Linked DNA regions of Anas platyrhynchos: region 2 is linked to region 1. Evidence: chromatin contacts called from public Hi-C data. All regions are on one chromosome and are shown on one strand. Each heading gives the region's core, a stretch centred on a gene start, on an enhancer-like site or on the middle of the called end of the contact. The rest is flanking DNA. Distances are from core to core; before and after follow the strand shown. Region 1 holds the start of USP34 (ubiquitin specific peptidase 34). Region 2 holds the start of FAM161A (FAM161 centrosomal protein A).

Region 1 (2,771 bases), core at 179-2,678:
ATAGATTTGTTTCCTTAATCTTACGGACGAGTAGGTAGCACCGCTGATCGCAGTGCACTGGCCCGCCGCGGGGCGGTACCACACCACCAGCAACCACCGCGATGCAGCTGCGAACTGCATGGATTCGGGAAGACCAGAGTGCGCGTGTGCACGATTTCGTGGGTTTAAAAAAAAAAATTTTTTTTTTTTTTAAACAGGAAACTGCCGCTCCAACAATTGTCTTTCGGAGGTCTGAAACGGCAACTCGGTGTCTCTGACAGACAGTTACGTGGTAGTTGTAATCGGCATAAATTGTGAAATTTTGTTTAGAAAATAAGAAACTTACGTTATAGGATAACTTAAAAGCCTTTTCATGAAAATGGGGGTATTTTCAGCTATCTATAGAAGCGGCACTTCCCATTAGACATCTATAATGCACTGTCTACCAAGGCAGCAAGCCCCTCTTTCACCAGGATCAAGAACTCCGCCGCACAGGAGGTAAAGAAAAATAAATTAAAATGCAGTTATTTGCACGTAACAATACCGTAGCACCTCGAGTATTTTATTTTCGGGAGGCCGGGCTCGGAAGAGCCCCCCCGGCGCCTCCCGCCAGTCACCTCAGCAGCCGCCGCTCGGGCTCCCCTCAGCAGGGCTGGGCGGGAAGGAGATGGCCGCCGCGCCTTCCTTCCTCCCCTCGCCCCGCCAGAGGGAAACGCCACTACCACGTAAAAGACGAGGGACCTCCCGGCCATAGGCAGCCTTCTCGCGTCGCAGCGTGCCGACAAAGCGCTCGCTGGAGCCCGGCGCGACGCGGTAAGCGCTCCCTTCAGGCCGGAGGTCCCGAAGGGCCGCGGCCGCTCCCCTCCCGCCGCGCCTCCCTCCACCTCCCTCCCTCCCGGGCCGAAGAAGCGGCCCCCAGCCCGCCTCAAGAGTTTAATAACGGCGGGGGGAGCACGGAGCGAGCCCGGGGGGCTCGGCCGAGGCTGCCCGGAGCAGCGGGGCAGCAAGCGGCGCGGCGCGGCTCCCCCCTCGCGGGAGGCGGGCGCGGCTCGGCGCTTCCCGCCCTGCCCAGGCTACGCGAGGCGCCGCAACCGCCGCCGCCATTTTAGCCCGGCGGCCCCGGCTGCCGGCCCGGCCCCTTCCTCCTCCTCCTCCTCCTCCTCCTCCTCGGCCCGGGGGGAGGAAGGCGGGGCGAGAGGGACGGGAGGAGGGACCCGGCCGCCTTCGCCCGCTGCCTGGTCGGAAACTGCCGAGCTGAGCCCGAGCGCCCCGTCCTCCTCCTCCTCCTCCTCCCCCCCCCTTCGCCGCCGTCCCCTCCTCCTCCTTCCCCCTCAGCAAAATGGCGGCGCGTGGAGCCACTGGGAGCCAGTGAGTGACTCGGCTTCTCCTCCCCGCCGCCGCCGCCGCCGCCACAGGCTCATTTGCATTGATCAGCCGCCCCATCCCCCCCTCCCCGATCCCACAGCGGCCCCGGCCTCTCCCCCCTCTCCCTGCCCGGCCCTGCCCTGCCCTGCCCTTCCCTTCCCGCCCCCTCCCTCCCCTCCCCCCGGCTGACCCCCGCCCCGGCCCCCATCAATCATCAATCAGCAGCACCGAGCGGATCAATCAATGGTCGGGAGGAGGCGGCGGCGGCGGCTGCTGCTGTTAATGAACAATGTGTGAGAGCTGCGCCGAGCTGCTGGAGGTGTTAAATGAGAGTAAGTGCGGCCGCCCTCCCCCGCTACCCTCCCCCCCGGCGCTCCCCGGCCCGGCCCGGGACCCCGCGGCCCCCGCAGGGGCTGGCTCACGGCCCCGCTTCGCCTCCTTCCTCCCTCCCGCCCTTCCTCCTTCTCCTCCTCCTCTTCCTCGCCGCCGCCAGGCTCGGGCCTCCCGGCCGCGGGGTGGCCGCCGAAGGGGCGACCTGCCCGCTGCGCGGCTCCCCCCTGCTCTTCTTCCTCCTCCTCCTCCTCCTCCTCCCCGAGGCCTGTCCCCGTGTCCCCCCCGGTTTGGCCCAGGAGCCCCCCCAGGGGTGCGCGTGTGTGTGGGGCCGGGCGGGGACGGAGCCCGCCGCCGGCAGCCGCAGCGGGGCCTAGCTGGCTCCGGCTCGCTGAGGAGCTGCCCGCCAGCCGCTCCGGGGGCTGCTCGGCAGCTGGAGGCCGGGCCTGGGCCGGCCGCCTTTTAAAGAAGGCGGCTCCGAGGGCTCCTGCCTCCCCTCGGCAGCCCGAGGGGAAGGGACGAGGCTGGGAGCCGGCGCCCTGAGGAGAGCGGCCGGGCTCGGCGGGGGGCTCCGCCTCGGGGGTGCCCTCCTGCTGCTCACCCCCGAGCTTCCCCCTGCACAGGTGCCGGCTAAAAAACGGGGAGGGCCGTGGGGGGGGGCCGGCAGGTGGCCCCCCGGCGATCCCCGGCTCGTCTGGGGCACGAGATCGCCGAGATCCCCTCGCCCCCCCCTGCAGTAGGCCTCGTGTGGCCCCTGCAAGCCGCTGGCGGCTCTCGGCGGGCTGCGAGGCACCTTCCTCCCTCCCCGGGCCGTCTGGGGAGCTGCTGCCTGAACAAAGACCCCCAAACGGTATTTCTGGGAGATGCCGAGGGATTTAACCAACTTACCTCGTGAAGTTGGGGGTTAGCGGGAAGTTTGGCTATCTGAAATCTTCAGCGTAAACGTTTTCCTGGTCACACACCACAGTGGGTTTAGAAGCAAAGCCGCTTCCAATAAACTGAAACACAGAATGCTACCTAGAGCGGGACCCGGGTAGAGCTTGCCTTCTTTCTCTCTTCTTTTTATTAAAAAAAAAACACACACTCTCATGAGGTCT
Region 2 (2,771 bases), core at 179-2,678, 130 kb before region 1:
AATAATATATTTGTTACCTATCTTATTTATGTTCTTGTGAACTCTTTGCAGGTGAACACTCGGTAAACTGAATAATGGAAGTTGGGACCGTGTTCCTTCTGTGTAGTCTGAAATGTGGTTTCCTCACCAAAAGCGCCTGTGTGAATTGTCTTAAGAAGTCCACAAAGGCTTACGTACTTTTGTCACATTAATTTAATAAAGTTTCTGGTTTCAACAAGGAAATGTTGTTATCAATAAACCTGCACTAGTCTACCTGAGTCTGTACTGTGTAGTTCTGATGAAAATAAGGTAACATTTTTAACGTTGCTTTCCAGACTATTTAGCTCTTGTAAAAATATATTCTGAAAATACCATTGAACTTCCACAACTTACACTGTATTACCACAGTAGTGTAGAATTGCTTTTCCTTGAGTTATCCACAGTGGAGTGGTACTTACTTTTCATTAGATCTGGTTCAACGTTTGAATTGTAGCTGTAAGAATACTATCACCTTCCTTGCCATGCTTTGTCTTCTGGAGACTGCTTTGGTTTCTGATACTACCCTACAACATCTTTCCATTAAATTTTATTTAAAATTGGTTTTGGTTACCCAGTGCAGCACTCTATTGTAGTATTTAAGTCTTAATTGTTTTTTTGTTTTTTTTTTTTCTTCTGTCATGGTGTTCAACTCCCCTTTCTGTTTAGGAAAAGCCTGGGAATGAAACGGGACAGCTCAAGTAATGTACATGTGTATATACACAAACTCAGGGAGAAGTCAAATTACCAACTATACATTTTTATACTGATGCAAATAATGCTCTATGAAGGAATTCATAGAATAAACATTACCGTCTGTTAGTATCTAAAGGAAATAACTGCCCTTGTTGAGAAAGGCAGTATTGCATTAGTTGTGCATTAGGACAGGAGCAAGCACAGTGCACATAAGTGAGCCAGTTCAGTAGGGAGAGCTGTACCCTACCTCAGCTACCAGGAAAGCCGTGGATTCCCCAGGTTTCGTACAAATAAGAGAGTTTGTGTCAAATATATTTCACAGTTTTGAATGTTTATAATTTTGAATATTTTAAAAATTGTTTCTTCAAATACTTTGCTATGATTTAAAGCTAAGTATGACAATCAGAATATATATATATAGTTAAAGGGACAATCAGTGGGGACAGTAGCATTCTGTGCATGTTATTTAATGCCCAGTTAAACGTACAAATCACACTTCATAACGGGATTACTTACAGCAAACACGTCTCAAACTGACTTTGCCAGTGTGGGTGCCAGCTCTGGTGAGGGCTTGCCCATCGCTTCAAGCTTCCAATTGTGGACACGACTCCCACGCGCTGTGTCCAGCGGCGTCGTTTTTTCACGGGTGTCTTTACATTGTGAAGGGCTGGGATTTCTGGCAGGACGGAGGCAGAGGCGTGGGGCCCCGCCTGCGCTCGCTAATCCCGGCTCCCCCCGCAGCGAGGCGGGCCCTGAGCGAGCCGGGACCGGCCCCAGCGCCGGAGCCATGGCAGCCGTGCCTGCGGCCCCCGGGCCCCGCTCCCCTCCCGGCGCCAGCAGCCGGGCCCCGGCAGCCCAGGTACCGCCGGCACGGGCACGGGGAGCGGGGAAGGGCGGCCGGGGGGAGCTGCTGGGCCCTTAAGCCCCGCGGCTGGCTGAGAGGGGTGGAGGAGGGGCAGTGCCGAAAGCCGGGGGAAGGGTTTGGGGCTTGGCGGGTGGGGGATGATGCAAAGAAAAGAAAGAAAAAAAAAAAAAGTGTGGAAGGGTGTTATGCTATTTGTTGTGCTATTTTTAGGTGAAGGAACTGGTCCTGTAGCTTCTTTAAGCAGCGCTTAACATAATGCAAAGGAAGCCTTTTTAATGCAGCCTAACCTGGGTTTAACAGCACTGGTTATTAAACTTGTGCAAGCTCTCCGAAGGGTGAGCCACCATGCAGCATGCTTACCTCCACACAAGGGCGGGCTGCCCAGCACTGTTTGAACTGAAGCTTGTGCAGATCCCGCTCACGGCACAGCGCGTTACAGAAATGGCTAAAGCAGCATTCATACAGCACCTAGTGACTTGACTTCAGAATGCTGCAAGACACAGAAGGGCGGTTTGTGGTTTAAGGCTTTTTTTAGAGCTATGTACTGAGCAAGGAAGGATTATGCTTTTTTTTTCTTTTTTTTTAACAAAATGGCCAAGCTTTTTTTCTTCTGATAAATCCTTGATCTCATTTCCTGATACAAACACATTGATTACAGAGACAGACTTCAGTAGCCTCAGGATATAAATTATTATACAATAAGATTATTCCATGTGACTCACGTGAAAATCCTTATCCAGGTATCTATGTGGTGTTACTACTTCATGAATTAGACAAATAAAGCAATGTTAAACACATTGTTGCTCTTTATCCTAAGAATCAGAAAAATTTACAAATCTCTTCTAGGATGCTCTTGATGTGGATTCAAATACTGACAGAGAGCAGACCCTCCCTCTACATGGAGACAGTGACAACTGGATAGACTTTTCCAAAATGTGCACTTCCAATCAAGAATATTACTTGAAGCTAGAAGAGTTGAAGAATGCCCATGTGGAGACCATGGCAAAGTTAGAAAGTATGTATCGGAATAAACTCTATTTAAAAGGAGTACAGCCTGTGGCTGTGGCCAGGAAAGATGCTGCTTCTAATGGGTGTTGCAGGTAAGTTTTGGGGTACCTCTTACCTGAAGGTTCTCAAGTGCTTTGCAGACACCAGTAAATACAGCAGTTTTTTGCTGCAGCTGGAAAATGTTACT

Evidence for each region. Hi-C and Micro-C count contacts between places; a contact is called where the count stands out from the background.
Region 2: a contact with region 1 is called in a Hi-C map of skeletal muscle, with 2.3 times the contacts expected there. The contact joins the promoter of FAM161A here to the promoter of USP34 in region 1. A contact is called at or near these places in 2 of 8 Hi-C or Micro-C datasets (liver and skeletal muscle).

Annotation. Positions count from the first base shown.
Region 1 is chr3:6,844,063-6,846,833 of IASCAAS_PekinDuck_T2T, reverse strand. It overlaps USP34 (ubiquitin specific peptidase 34), which reads left to right and starts at 1,428. Exons shown (of 81, transcript XM_072035233.1): 1 at 1,428-1,676. The coding sequence starts at 1,634.
Region 2 is chr3:6,978,012-6,980,782 of IASCAAS_PekinDuck_T2T, reverse strand. FAM161A (FAM161 centrosomal protein A) reads left to right here and starts at 1,428. Exons shown (of 6, transcript XM_072035250.1): 1 at 1,428-1,570; 2 at 2,423-2,676. The coding sequence starts at 1,499. CCT4 (chaperonin containing TCP1 subunit 4) reads left to right here. Exons shown (of 14, transcript XM_038177696.2): 14 at 52-252. The coding sequence ends at 66.